Regions from separate parts of the Pan troglodytes genome. Here regions 1 and 2 are each linked to region 3. A link is a contact called in public Hi-C and HiChIP or PLAC-seq data. All regions are on one chromosome and are shown on one strand. The core of a region is the stretch at or near the end of the contact, and the rest is flanking DNA. Distances in the headings are between cores, read along the strand shown.

Region 1 (4,630 bases), core at 468-2,967, 170 kb after region 3:
TTCATCAAACATCTTTAAGACAAGTGAGTACTTTTATATCACTGGGTTTTTCAGTCCTCCTTCCATTTTACCTTTCAGCAGAATGCAACACTACTGATGACTTTTTTCATGGCTTGCAAGACGCATCCTCCTCTATTGGTTATTAAACATCAGGAATCCGTCAATGCTCCATCCTAGGTGCCTTTATTTTACAGCACTATACTCTTTTTCGGCAATTTCATCCACATCCATGGCTTCAATTACTATCAATATGGCAGATGACAAACACATACACACACCGCGCACATTTACGTACGCAGCCCAGAACTCTCCTAAGATCTCCAAACCCACTATATCCAACTGCCTACTTGACATTCCCTCTCAGGTATCTCTTCCAGTTAGACACTTGTCAGGAATTGCCACCTCAATAAAGGAATTTATACAGAGCTGAAATTTTGAGAGGAATACCCCAAAACCACTTTAGGACAACTCTTCAGGACACAGGATTTTGTCATCAATCATCATTTCCTTTCATGGATCATGACTTAAAATAGTTACATCTAACAACCTGATCTGGCGGCTAGAAATGGGCGCAAGGAAATGCACAACAAAAATACAATTCATGTTTTGCAGTGAGGACTGGTCAAGAGGAAGGTGAAGATGGTCAAGAGAGTGAATGAGTATCATGTCCAAGGCCTGATGGATGTGCCGTAACGAAAGTCACCTGAAGAGACAGCAGGCCCTGTTAGAAGGTAAGAGGCGAACGACAACAGCCCCAGAGAAAAGGGGCCAGGTTTGAGTTTCGGAGGGAGCGAGTGGCAGTGGAGACCAAGTCAAAGGAGAGGTGGAAGCCGGGGCAGTGCACCCAAAGGTAGTACCTGTGAGGCTGGGGGTGCGTCGAGGGGTTGTGGGCGGGCTGAGTAGCAGCAGGGCGAACTCCAGAGGAGTGAACGCCGAGTGGGCGGATCGCACAGAAGGAGGGGGAGGTAGGGAAAACGGCTCAATTGAGAAGCTACCCCGGCCCGCCTTACCTGCGCCGAGGGTCCGGAGCCCCCGGACAGACCCGCGGAAAGCACGGAGCCCGCGAGGAGTGGGAGGAGCCGAGGGTAATGGAAGTAGGGATACCGAACCCAAAGGAGGGAGGCCGCTAGCTACCCCTAGTCAGGGAGAGCGGCTGATGGCGGGAACTGTGACCACACGCAAACACGCACGCACGCACGCACACTCGACGCGACCAGACAGGCGCGTGCGCGTCAGTCGAAAACTCCGCCCCTCACACGCCCTCGCCCCGCCCCGCCAGTACCTAGCGCGGCCTAGCCCGGGCGGCCTAGCCCGGGCAGCCCCGCCCCTGCCGTGACTGTAGTAGGCACGCGCACTTTCCACCTCACCCGATTTCGACGCCCCCCCACCATTTCCCTCCTACGCAGCCCAGTCGGGCATGCGCAATAGTTGTCTTGTCGGGACTGTCCATCTTTTCCCGCCGTTCACTGGCCTTTGGAGGAGGGTCAGAGTTCACGCCGCTCTCTGGAAATACCTGCTCAAAGCCAGAAGTTGCGGGGACTAGTGGTCGCGGACGTCCTTCCGGTCCTAAATCTTAAGGGGCAAAGGACATATTCTGGGACTGTTAACTAGGCCCTGGAGGCGGGAAGAGGATGTGTGGGTGGGGTCAGGGGTGAGAGGTCAGAGGGCCGCGAAGTGGGCGGAGCGAGACGGAGTCGGATGGCGGCTACGGCGGCTCATTATTTTCCGCTGCAGGGGTGCTGAAGCGGGGACCCGGGTCGGACGCGTCCGGCTGTGGAAGAGAGCGGCGGCCGCTCACAACATGCACAGCCTGGCGACGGCTGCGGTGAGTGGCTGGGCCCCCAGGCTTGGAACCAGAATCCTTTCTCAGACCCACGTTTCGGCCTTCTCTCCTAATTCCCGGTGTCGGGTCCCTAGTCTGATTTTTTTCTGCCCTCAATCTCCAAGGCCCCGGTTCCCCTCCTCGGCACGCTTTGGTTGTGGTGGAGCCGGCCCCTATTTCCTTGCCGGACGCCTCTCGCGGCCTTCAGCGCGACCCATCGCGTTCTTTGCGGGCGCCGGGGCCTGGTCCCGCGCCCGTAGCAGGCCATTCACTGATTTATTGCGCTGATCAACAGTTTCAGGACGCCAGTTGTGTTCTGGGGGCCGGCGTCGATGAGGGGAATTCCATGGTCAATCTGACGCGGCCCCTGCTCTTAGAACTCACCACGTCGCAGCGGGAAGGAAATGGCTTCTAGTTCAAACCACTTGCTTTATTTATGGAAAACCTGAGGCCCGGAAAAGTGCATAATTTTTGCATCTGACTTAGGTTCTCTGCGTTTAAAACTTTTCCTCGACACATCTCGTTTTACCCGCGTGATCTTTTAACAAAAAAGAAAGATAGTGTAATTCAGCTATCCGAAGTAATCCTATTTCTCTTGGCATTTAAATAAAATCTAGACTCCTTGCCATAGCCTGCACGGCCCTGTATGATGTGGTACTTAACCCACGTTTATAATCTCGTTTTATGTCTCTTGCTCCTAAAGCTTCAGCTACTCTGGCCACCTAACCCTCTGCAACGCGCTTTTTTTTCTCCAAGATGCACTTTGTGGTCTCTATGCCTGGAGTGAATGTTCTTCTTATCCCTCCTCCTTTACATACACAGCATGAGTGTAATTGGTACCTCTTCCTTGAACTCTCCTTCCTCTCCTTAAACTGTTTATCCAAATCCATCTTTCTTCAGGTCTCTGCCTAAATCGGTCTCAGAGTGGCCTTCCCTGACTATCCTCTTCAAATTAGTTCCGCAGCCTCTAATTTTAGTAGAGTACCCTTTACAGCCCTGATCCCCGTGTAATTATTGTATTCGTTTATTTGTTGTCTGTCTCCTTGAGGGCAGGGACAGGGATCATGTGAGCCCTGTTGACGTGGTTTCCCCGGCGCCAGGACAGTTCCTAGTACAAGATTAAAGACTCAGATACTTTGCTGCATGAAAGAATATTGAAGGGAAGGTGACCACTGAAAGAACATTGCCATGATGGGGAAAGGAGATCATTTGATTTGAGCATACCTTCCTGAAGACCAATTCTGCTTTTTCTGTTTAACCAAAGGGAAATGATTTAAGGAAAGTAATGTACTGAAATTGTATTATCAGGCAAAATGACGTAATTACTAAATAAAGCACCAAAAATTGCCATACGTTTAAGTACAAAAAGTGAAAAATTGAGCCAAGTATGACTAAGCTATAGAAAACTGCTTTTTGAGATTTGATCTCCATTGTCAGTTCCAGTGCTGTTGGTATCTCTGCCTCCTTTCATACTGTTTCTAAGTGTTTGTAACTATTCAATGTAGAGAGTATCTTTTATATCTCAATTAGGTCATTGCAATTCCCCTAGCTTTTTAGTTCCTTCTCCCAAATTATATAGTAACATGGGGAAAAGCAAGTTGAAAGATGAGTGTGCTGCTATTAGGGGAAAGACAGGTTAAATAAGGGAAATTATTCTAAGGTTGACTTGTCCATCTCTCAAAATCTGATTATGTCTTCTCCAGAATTTTATCTTCGATACTGAGCCACTCTTTTCCCTGTGCCTTCCCAAACTCTGTAGCTATTCCTTTTATTTTCAATTGCTCCCTAATGCATCTTTTAAACAACCATTAAAGCTGTGGTACATTACTTATAATAAGTACTCCATACATGTTTCTTCACGTTTTCAGTGCCTTACATTAATTTTAAAATTTGAACTTTTAGATGCACTTTCACTTAGGATGTTTGGACCTCGTAGCAGCTCTGACAAATTCCTTCGTACCACTCATTCACTAGGTTATATTTAGCTAGTGAGGAAACTAAAACGTAAAAAGTTGAGCCACCTCATTCTCAATTCTTCATGCCTTCCGTTGGAGCAAACTGCATTATTCTGATGTGGGTAAAGGGACAGTAATGATGCATATCACTCACTGGAATTTGAGAAGCATAATTAATGCATGCAACAGTGCCCAGAATAATCAAAGCCACTTGAGAAGATGCTTACTTTCTGCTGAACAATGAAAGTGTATATCTGTGACTTTATTTATCTCTTTTTTAAAATTGTAGGTAAATCATCATTTCAGCTAGGGAGATAACAAAGTACTGCCAAATGAGAATGTAAGCTGGGTGGTGTGTGCCCATAGTCCCAGCTACTTGGGAGGCTAAGGAGGGAGGATCACTTCACCCCAGGAGTTCCAGGCTACTGTGTGCTATGAAGGCACCTGTGAATGGCCACTGGACTCCAGCTTGAGCAACATAGCAAGACTTTGTCTATTAAGAGAGAGAGAGAATGTAGTCACATGTAAATGCAGGATATTATTCACTAGAAGGAAAAATTAAGATAGTATGGGAAGTATCTTAAATTTTGACTCTTGAGTAGTCGTATGCTAGAAATGTTTAGTGTAGTAGGCTTTTGTGATTCTTTTTTTTTTTTTTGAGATGGAGTTTTGCTCTTGTTGCCCAGGCTGGTGTGCAATAGCGAGATCTCAGCTCACAGCAACCTCCTCCTCCTGGGTTCAAGCAATTCTCCTGCCTCAACCTCCCAAGTAGCTGGGATTACAGGCATTAGCCACGACGCCTGGCTAATTTTTTTTTTTTTTTTTTTTGGTATTTTTAGTAGAGATGGGGTTT
Region 2 (4,978 bases), core at 440-2,939, 130 kb before region 3:
GGGACTACAGGCGCCCGCTACCACGCCCAGCTAATTTTTGTATTTTTAGTAGAGACGGGGTTTCACCATATTGGCCAGGCTGGTCTGGAACTCCCGACCTTGTGATCCGCCTGCCTGGGGCTCCTAAAGTGCTGGGATTACAGGCGTGAGCCACCATGCCCAGCCAAATTTTTGTATTTTTAGTAGAGACTGGGTTTTGCCATGTTGGCCAGGCTGGTCTCGAACTCCTGACCTCAAGTGATCCACCTGCCTCAGCCTCCTAAAGTGCTGGGATTTCAGGAGTGAGCCACCGCGCCCGGCCAAAGATAACTTTTTAAAAGAAAACTAAGAGGTTAATCAAGGTTAACTGGCAATGTAGAGGGTGTCTCGACTGATGCCAGAAGCCAAGCAATCATCCATTCTGCCACACTTTCCCACCTGTGGGCTCCTCCAGCGCAAGGCCAGCATCTTGCCCATCTCTGTGTCCCCCATAACGTTCTGTCCATGGCTGATGTTTAATGCTTACACGCCCACCTAAACTGATTTGAGGTGGATCGCCTCAAAGACCTACCTGAGTGCAATGCAAAGGTGACCTCGCTATCGTCGGGGCCCTCCATGCTGCCGACCACCCCTTCCTGGGGTTCTAGAACCCAGCCCTCTTCGTTGCCCTCTTCCTCCTCTTCTTCCTCAAAGTCCACATCTTCCATCTCCTGGGCCAGGTCATCTGCTTTGGGGAGAGGGTTAGAAGATGGGGCTCGGGAGGCGGTAAGAGGTACGGAGAGAAGCATGAGGAGGCCTGAGGCTGGGGCGGGTCATGTGGCGAGAAGGGAAGGTGGAGTCAGACACACCGGGGTCCGGGGGGGGCGCGCGGGACACAGGACGGGAGGCCACGGCTGGCCAGAGACCGTGCGGTAAGGGAGGGCCAAGGGGATGATGGGAAGGGGGTGTGTGAGGGGAAGGGCCAGAGGAGGCGTCAGGGAACCCCCACCCCAGCCAGGCCTGAGAACTAAGTGTGAGGGTGGGAGTGGGGGAGGAGGGGAAGAGGGATATCGGTAGGAATGACCGGTCGGGTGTGGAGGCGAGCGGGGAAAAGCAGGAGTCAGAGGCCAGGAGTGAGCGTCTCCTGTCCCATGGCCTGAGGAGCGGCAGTTCTCACCTGGGTCCGGCGGACCGGGATCAAGTTCTACCACCTCGATAATCTCTTCATCACCATGGAAGCTTAGGGTCTCCAGTTGGGGGGTGTCAGCAGCAGCCCCGCTTTCCGATTCGGACTCCATGCGGCGCAAGCGGCGGATCCACTTCTCTGGGCCCAAACGCCTCCCAGAGTCAGCTCTGCGCGACGACGCGGAACTCGAGCCCCTCCTCCCGGGAGGAAGTAGGCGTAGGCGACTCCCCGGCAGGAAGAGCGACGGCCGTTCGGCCAATAGCTACGAAGGTTGGCTGGCCGCCTCACCAATCACAGAGCGGCATTGGAAGATGGGGCCGGGGCGTGGCGGAGATAACCCAAACTCCGCCCCACCTGACTCCGCCCCCAACTGGAGGGAAACAAGCGAGCGTGCGCGCCTCCGGGGTCTCCTGGGAAGAGTAGTTCTCCTGGGTCCGCTCTGCGGGCTTCTGGGAGATGTAGTTTCTGGTCTGTAGGCAGGACGGAAGGAGCGGGGGAGGCCCCTTACGCAAACTACAATTCCCGGCGGGGAGCGCAGTGAAGGCGGGGGTGGGATCTGAACATGGCGGCGGTGGTAGCTGCTACGGCGCTGAAGGGCCGGGGGGCGAGAAATGCCCGCGTCCTCCGGGGTAAGGAGAGGGACCCCGGGGAGGGCAGGACTGCAGAAGATCCCTTTTCTTTCACGTCCAGCCCGACGATAGCAGGAGGTCAGGGCTCTTGGTTCCTGCCCACACTTTTCTGCAAGATCTTAGAGTCTGGGGGTGCAGAGATGCTCTTTAGAGGTCACCCAGTGCATCCCCCCGCCTTCGGGTTGCTCGACACCTCCGGGGTCTTGTTTCAAGAGGGAGCTCCTAGGAAGCCTGTTGGACTCCCGCGCTCCAGGTGTTTCACACTCACCGCAGTGCAGAGGAAAGAGCCCCGGGCTTCTGGAGGCTTGGGTTCCAGCCCCGGATAATTAGCAGTTTGACCTTGGGCAAAGCAGTTTTTCTCTCAGGGCTTCAGTTTCCTCTTCCGTACAGTGCAGGGGATGGAGTAGACTATCTTTAAGGTCCCTTCCAGTGCTAACATTTGCAGTTTCAAAACCTTTTCCCGGATTTCCTTCATACGTCTTATGTGAGTCCCACTGCAGTCCTTCCCATGCTGTTGTCTGAGGAAGAACAGCGAAGCTTTTCGTCCTGGCACCAGGGTGATGAGCCCGCAGTGACGTGGAAGTGGCTTCCAAAGGTGCCACCTCGGTGGCGATTTTCCCATTTCCCTTTGGATTCTCCTTGGCACTTGTTACTTCAGACTGCAGTCACTCCCCTTCCCCAGATCTCAGCCGCTCCTCCCAAGCCCTTACTGCCCCCCACCTCCCCGCTTGCTTTCTTCTCATCTCTTCTTACTGACCTTCCTTACCTCCATCCACAGGGATTCTCGCAGGAGCCACAGCTAACAAGGCTTCTCATAACAGGACCCGGGCCCTGCAAAGCCACAGCTCCCCAGAGGGCAAGGAGGAACCTGAACCCCTATCCCCGGAGCTGGAATACATTCCCAGAAAGAGGGGCAAGAACCCCATGAAAGCTGTGGGACTGGCCTGGTGAGTTTTAACCACCCCTTTGCCCACCAACGGGGTGTGGCTTGTAGGGGAGGGCAGGACTTAGAAACTTCTCCAAGTTTCAGGTGGCGAGCTGAATCCAAAGTTGTGGGAACAGAATTGTTGGGTTCGATTGGAATCTCAGAGGGGTGGGGCAGCGGAGGTGGGAAAGTATGTGGAATTGAGAAGACAGTGGGTCTACTGTGGAGTAAGCTGAGTTGATCTGATTCAGACTTGGGTCCCTGGCCTCATCCTCCCTTTTGGGAGCTTGGAGTGAGACCCAAGTTTAAGTAAGTAGTTCGTTGAGATCATGTGAGCTTGTACTAGTTGTATAGTAGTACTCAGAAGGCGTTATGAACATTGTGATTGGGCTCTGACTCTGACCTTAATACATATTATTGACCAATATTAAAGGGAAAGGAGGAAGAAATCAACATTTTTTTCTGCATGTGAGGTGTGCCAGTACTTTGCCATGTAATGTTTTAGTGTTTGAGATAAGTATTACATCCCCATTTCACAGAGGAAGGAACTGAGACTGAGCTAGGATTCTCACCTAGTCTGTGACTCCATGCTCTTTCCCCCATACCAAAGTGCCTCCCAAGCAGTGGCTACTTAGCTTAAGAGGGGAAAACTGGGAGGGTACCTTGGCCAAGTCTCAGAGAGGGAAAGCGTCAGGGCTGCCTGGAAAATCCTGCACAGGTGCTGTTGCAGGAATGCAGGGCTCGTGCTGAGGATCAGGCTCTAGGGGGGAGGAGGAAAGAGGCAGGCAGAGACCCAGCCACACTGGGCCTTTTGTGCCATGTCTAGGAGTTTGGACTTGGCCAGGAAGTGATGGAGTTACGGGGTTTTAAGCAGGGAAGTGACAGGATCTGATTTGTGTGGGTCCCTCCAGCAGCCAGCACAGAGGATGAATAGACTATAAGAGGTATTGCAGCATTCATGCAACTGATGAAGCTAGAATGACTCCCCCCAGCTCCTCTGGCTCAGGCTTGGCCCCTCCCCAAACCCCGTGCACATCTCCCCACCCGTAGGGCCATCGGCTTCCCTTGTGGTATCCTCCTCTTCATCCTCACCAAGCGGGAAGTGGACAAGGACCGTGTGAAGCAGATGAAGGCTCGGCAGAACATGCGGTTGTCCAACACGGGCGAGTATGAGAGCCAGAGGTTCAGGGCTTCCTCCCAGAGTGCCCCGTCCCCTGATGTTGAGTCTGGGGTGCAGACCTGAGGAGCGCTGCGACCCTCCTAGACTATTGACTGTTAAGTCCTCAGGTTTGGCCCAGATTCCAGTTCGTGCCTCTGAGGTCCACCAGAGGGCGCATGAAGCCCAGGCTGTTGCCAAACCCTACCCCGCCCCACACCAAGGAGCCAGCCAAAGGCAAATAAAGTTATTGAGTGTTTAGTAGAAAGGAACCAGGTCTGGGTTTGTGAGTCCCTTGGGATGGGAGGGGCAGAGGGTGGGGCTGGTTACTCATGTGTGCTCCCTCTCACAGAGCTCAGTGTTCCCAGCTGGATGGTGGGGCAAACCCAGAGACTTAAGTGCAACCAGCCTAGGCCTCGGGCCCTCGGGACCAAGCCCTCAGAGCTGCCGGCCAGGAGGGTGGGGTCCCGCTCAGCCTTGAAACAATAAAGAGAATCAAAGAAGGTATTCAGGGTGTGGAGGCAAAAAAAAGCACTGCTCTTTACTGAGTCCAAATGACTCGACTCTGGGCCTCAGTTTCCTCATTTGTTTGTTTTGTTTTTTGTTTTTTGAGACGGAGTCTCGCTCTGTTACCCAGGCTGGAGTGCAGTGTTGTGATCGTCAGCTCACTGCAACCTCCACCTCCTGGGCTCAAGTGATCCTCCTACCTCAGCCTCCTGAGTAGCTGGGACCCCAGTTGAGTGCCACCATGCCCAGTTACTTTTTGTGTTTTTATTTTTTTTTTTTTGATTTTTTTTACTTATTTATTTATTTTTTTTGAGACAGAGTTTCACTCTTGTTGCCCAGGCTGGAGTACAATGGCATGATCTCAGCTCACTGCAACCTCCACTGCAGGTTCAAGTGATTCTCCTGCCTCAGCCTCCAGAGTAGCTGGGATTACAGGCACTCACCGCCACTCCCAGTTAATTTTTTTTTTTTTTTTTTTTGTACTTTTAGTAGAGATGGGGTTTCACCATGTTTGGTCTGGCTGGTCTCAAACTCCTGACCTCAGGTGATTCCCCCCCACCGCCCTCGGCCTCCCAAAGTACTGGAGTTACAGGTGTGAGCCACCGCACCAGGCTCAG
Region 3 (4,623 bases), core at 2,069-4,568:
GCCTTTCCCTAGAGTTGAACCTGGGCCGGGTGTTGCACCTGGAAGAACCCCCGATTTCCTGGGGACCCAGCAGGGCAGGCGGCCTGGCTCCGCGCTCAGGTCCGGACGCTTGTTTATGAGAAGAATTTCCTCTTTCTTAAAAGGGCAACGATGCGAGTGGGTCCCTCAAGGAGAGAAGGGATGGGACCGGTCTGGTGCGACCTGGGCAAGCGCTGCAGAGGGTACCTGGGCAAGAGGGCCGCCCGCCTCCTCTGGGTTTGGCACTGGAGAAGATGGGTCCATGCCCGCTGAAGGAGGAGATGGATGGGGGACGTTTAGCGAAGAAAGGCATCTCCCAGATCCTTTAGCCTCCTGGAAGTGCCCCCGTTGTACCCCCTACACACCCCTCTTGGCATTGAGTGCCAGTCCTCTGCCAGGCTCTGTGTTACAAGTTGGGGAGGGCGGCAAAATCTCGAATTAAATATGTCAGTTCTCAAGGACCCCACACTCCAGCGGCGGGAGACAGCTGTGCAAACAAGTCACTGTGGCAGGATGCGGTGAAGGGCGCTGCCCGTGACGCCAGCCAGGGAAGGGGACTGAATCTTGCTGAAGGGGGGTCGGCGGTAGGGGGGAGTGTTGACAGGACAGTCCAGGAGGAATGAGAGTGCCAGGAGCATGGGGGTACGTGTGTGCACATCTGCCAAGACCTGAAGCTTTCTGGGGACGTCTTAGATCTTGTGGAGCAGGACGGGGGACGGCAGAGTAATAGGCAGGTTGGTCAAGAAGACACGGAGAGCCGGCTAAAGGGCTACCCAGGACCTGGGCAAAGGGCTAGTGATGAGGTCGCGCCAAGGTCAGTCATCTGGACACTGGAAGGCGTCTACTTAGAGCTGCCCCCATTCCCCCCATAGTAGCTCTGGTTCTTCCAGCCTGGCCTCAAATCGACCCTCCAGGAAGAGGGGTGCAGAGTTGCTCTTCTGGAAGCTCCCTTTAGGCCTCCCAGGGAGGGCGTGGTCGCACTCGGCACTCCCCAAGAGCCTGCTGAATGCACCCCGACTTTCTGCACGGCTCCCCCCCTCCCCCTGGGTTGGGCTTTTACCAGCCCTGTTTGGCAGATGGGGAAACTGAGGGACTGTGTTGGAAGAGACGCTTCCAAATCCACAGGTGCCAGACAGCACCTTGCTGAATCCCGTTCCTGCCCCTCCCCGTCTCTGACTTGTGGCCCCCATGATTTTATTTTTCCTGGGGTGCGAATGATAAAACAGACAAAAAATAGAGTGCATAAAGCGACCTCCACCTGTAGAGACAGAGGGCAGCTGGGTGTAGACAACCCCTACAGTGAGGACACTCGAAGGACCCCCCTCCCCCCACGCAATCCTGGCCTCTCGACTCACTCCGTAACTCACTACCCGCCCCAGGCGTGGGGAGAGAAGTCCAGGGCTCCAGGCAGAAGGCGCGGCTATCTCTGCCGCTTTGGGAGCCTGGGAGGAGGAGTTAGGTCTCCCTGGGAAAAGAACTGCACGGGCAACGGCTTGAAGTGGCGATAAGATGGGGTGGAGGAGGTGGGGGATTCCTGAGGAATCCTGTGAGCCCAGGATGGCGCGTCTGGGAATGGTGGGTGTGGGGACAGCCGGCCAGGTTCCAGCCCCCTTCACAGAGGGAGAGGAAGGCGCGCCACCCAACCCAGGCCAAGGGCGAGGCCACGACTCCACTCAGTCCCTCGCCACACGCTTCCTTTTGGGGTCATGAGGGCCCCGCATCCGGAGATAAAGCCGAGGCCCCACCCAGGGGGCCGGACCGCAGGGGAGACAGATGTCCGGCTCCCAGGCTGGAATCCCGCCTTTGCCCTTGCCGGTAGACCCGAAGCACGTCGCTTCCTTTCTTGAAGCTCAGTTTCCTCATCTGTGAAATGGGTTAAGAAGGAGGCCGTTCTAAGGGGTAAATGAGATTAGGGGGCGCAGCCAGAGCAGGCCTAGGAAAACGCCAGCAGCGTGTGGCGATCACGGTGATGAAGCGCAATGGTGGCCGCCCCGTGGGCTACCCAGGAGCAGGAGGAGGGCCGAGGGATCCAGCCCGGGGACCGGGGTATCAGTCCCCGACAGTCCCCTCCCGCCCCTACTCCCAGCCTCAGCGCACGAAGCCGCCGCGCCTTCTGGCAGGCGCCGCTCACCTCCCTTCCCCTCCCGGCCCCCGCGCGGGGCCTCCCCTCCCCGGCTCCCCCTCGGCAGGGCCTGGCGGACGTGCGCCGCGTCGCACCCGGCGGCCGGACGGGACAGGACGCGCCCGCCCCGCCCCGCCACGGAGGCCCGCGGGAGAGGGGGAGGGGAGGAAGTGCCGAGGCGTGTTTGTCGGGCTTGGCATTATTAATTTTTAAATGGTGAACTTACAAAATAGTAAGGACGAGTGAAAAGAACTTCATAAACGAGGAAAAAGACCAACCCGCAGACCCACGGCGCGCACCACGGAGGTGCTTCCAGCGAGAAGACAGGGACCTCCGTTCCCAAGTGCCCAGCACTGCGCCACAGGCCGGGTGGAACGGGCCTTGAGGGCCTCTGGTTTGAGGTCCCCCACGGTCGGGCTTTGGGTCCACCGCGTGCGGCGCCGTGCTGGGCTCCTAGGATCGGCAGCGAGTCCAGTGACTCCCACCGCACCCCCAGTAATCACAGGGCGGCCGGCAACCGCGGGCAGGGGAGGGGGTCTGGGAAGGCCCCTGGAGAAGGTGGCATTTCCTCGAGGTCGGTGGAATTTCGCTACGCGAAAGGAACAGCGCGTACGAAAACTTCAGGCGGGAACGCGCGGTGGCCCGTGCGCGGCGGGTAGACGTGCGGGGCCCCGGGTGGGGCCGTGGGGAGAGGTCGGCAGGGGGCTTTCCCAGGGCAGGGAGTTGGAATTTCACGTCCTACAGACCGGGGGCACCTCGCCCTGGGGCTGCGGGGGGCGGCGACCGTCCCATTCAAGAGCGTGATTCTGAGGTTTGCACAGCTGTTTCGGGCCAGCAGAGCCTTCGCAGGCTCTTGACGTCCTTGCGAGGTGATCTCTGCGACCACCAGACAGGAGAGAAGACCCATTTTACAGATAAGGTAGTGCTATCTCCAAGTCTTCAACGAGGAAACCAAGAAGCCTCTAGTCCCGGGTCCTCAGAAAACGCAGAGGTGGAGCCGCGCCGCACTCGGGCACTCCCCGGCGTGGGCGCTCCGGGCGGGCGGGCGGGCGGGCCTTGGCCCAGGGCGCTCGGCGGCCTGGAACGGTGAGCCGGGTGCCGGGCCTGCCACGCAGCCGCAGAGACTCAGCCCCGCCGGCGGGCGGCAGGAAGGGAGGCGACGCCCCCTGGAGCGCGGCAGGAACCCGGCCCGGCCCGCCTCCCAGTCCGCCTAGCCGCGCCGGTCCCAGAAGTGGCGAAAGCCACAGCCGAGTCCAGGTCACGCCGACGCCGTTGCCCTTTTAAGGGGGAGCCTTGAAACGGCGCCTGGGTTCCATGTTTGCATCCGCCTCGCGGGAAGGAAACTCCATGTTGTAACAAAGTTTCCTCCGCGCCCCCTCCCTCCCCCTCCCCCCTAGAACCTGGCTCCCCTCCCCTCCGGAGCTCGCGGGGATCCCTCCCTCCCACCCGTCCCCTCCCCCCCGCGCCCCGATTCCGGCCCCAGCCGGGGGGGAGGCCGGGCGCCCGGGCCAGAGTCCGGCCGGAGCGGAGCGCGCCCGGCCCCATGGACAGCTCGGCCGTCATTACTCAGATCAGCAAGGAGGAGGCTCGGGGCCCGCTGCGGGGCAAAGGTACCGGGGCTGCGGGGAGGGGGTCGAAGCCGGGGCGCCGTGGGAGGAGAGAAGGGGCCGGGATCTTCCCCAGGGGAGCCGCCGCCGCCGCCCCGGGCGGCCGCCTTAGCTGTGCCCGAAGCTCCCAGCCCGAGAGGGAGCAGAGAGAGTTTGAACTCAAATGAGGCTCAGAGACGCGGGGCGGGGCCTGGCGCCTTTGGGGCGCTCCTGTCCGCTCGAGGTGAGGAAACTGAGGCAGGAATAGAGAGGGAACTCCTTCGGGGGTTTCCTGGCAGGCATTGCGTGGTGCCTGGGCGCCCCCCCCACCATTGGCGCCAATGGGGCTGGGAGATGGGGGAGCTGAGGAGGGCGCCTATGGGCCACCCGCTGAGACTCCGCCCCACCCCCCACCCCCACCCCCACCCCCACCCCCCCGGGCTGCGGTCCGGTAGGGTTTTGGGAGGGGGCGCCGAGGTGACAGCAGGCTGGGGAGGCTTGGAGGGATCTCCCGCCAACACACAGCCACGTTCTCCACAAACTTAGCGTCACGCGTGGAGGCGCCGACCTCCTCGGAGGCACAGAGAGGACGGCCGCACTTCCAAGAGTCGCTTGGCGCCCGCGGGGAGAGTCGTGCGCCTAGTGGGCACGCACCACCCCGCAAAGCCTCGCCGCCCCGACGAGGCTGCGTCCCCCAGTGTGGCTGGGCCGGGGTGGGGGGGTCTGTCTTCTCTTTTTCCCCGTGTGGACCTCAGGACCTGGACGCTGCCCCCAGGTCTGCCCACCCTCGCCTGGGTCTGGCTGCCCCGGAGCTGAGGGCAAGGTGGAAAGGCTAGTTGCAGGGGGCCGGAGGGGGGTGGGGTGGGAGGGGTATCTGTCAATCAGGCTCCAGGTCGG

The links. Hi-C and Micro-C count contacts between places; a contact is called where the count stands out from the background. HiChIP or PLAC-seq counts read pairs in DNA pulled down with a chosen protein or histone mark.
Region 1: a Hi-C map of stem cell-derived neural progenitor cells shows a contact between it and region 3, with 2.4 times the contacts expected there. The contact joins the promoter of CNOT9 here to the promoter of CTDSP1 in region 3. A contact is called at or near these places in 1 of 7 Hi-C or Micro-C datasets (stem cell-derived neural progenitor cells) and 1 of 1 datasets of contacts at active chromatin or transcription factors (stem cell-derived excitatory neurons).
Region 2: a contact with region 3 is called in an H3K4me3 HiChIP or PLAC-seq map of stem cell-derived excitatory neurons, with 5 times the contacts expected there. The contact joins the promoter of PNKD here to the promoter of CTDSP1 in region 3. A contact is called at or near these places in 1 of 7 Hi-C or Micro-C datasets (stem cell-derived neural progenitor cells), 1 of 1 datasets of contacts at active chromatin or transcription factors (stem cell-derived excitatory neurons) and 1 of 1 other capture datasets (stem cell-derived neural stem cells).

Annotation. Positions count from the first base shown.
Region 1 is chr13:120,826,183-120,830,812 of NHGRI_mPanTro3-v2.0_pri, forward strand. CNOT9 (CCR4-NOT transcription complex subunit 9) reads left to right here and starts at 1,718. Exons shown (of 8, transcript NM_001246448.1): 1 at 1,718-1,825. The coding sequence starts at 1,802. USP37 (ubiquitin specific peptidase 37) reads right to left here and starts at 1,636. Exons shown (of 26, transcript XM_054679350.1): 1 at 1,514-1,636.
Region 2 is chr13:120,528,211-120,533,188 of NHGRI_mPanTro3-v2.0_pri, forward strand. It overlaps PNKD (PNKD metallo-beta-lactamase domain containing), which reads left to right and starts at 1,690. Exons shown (of 9, transcript XM_016950482.3): 1 at 1,690-1,773; 2 at 2,552-2,720. The coding sequence starts at 1,707. It overlaps AAMP (angio associated migratory cell protein), which reads right to left and starts at 1,313. Exons shown (of 11, transcript NM_001246564.1): 1 at 1,136-1,313; 2 at 551-703. The coding sequence starts at 1,256.
Region 3 is chr13:120,655,192-120,659,814 of NHGRI_mPanTro3-v2.0_pri, forward strand. CTDSP1 (CTD small phosphatase 1) reads left to right here and starts at 3,319. Exons shown (of 7, transcript XM_009444295.5): 1 at 3,319-3,750. The coding sequence starts at 3,684.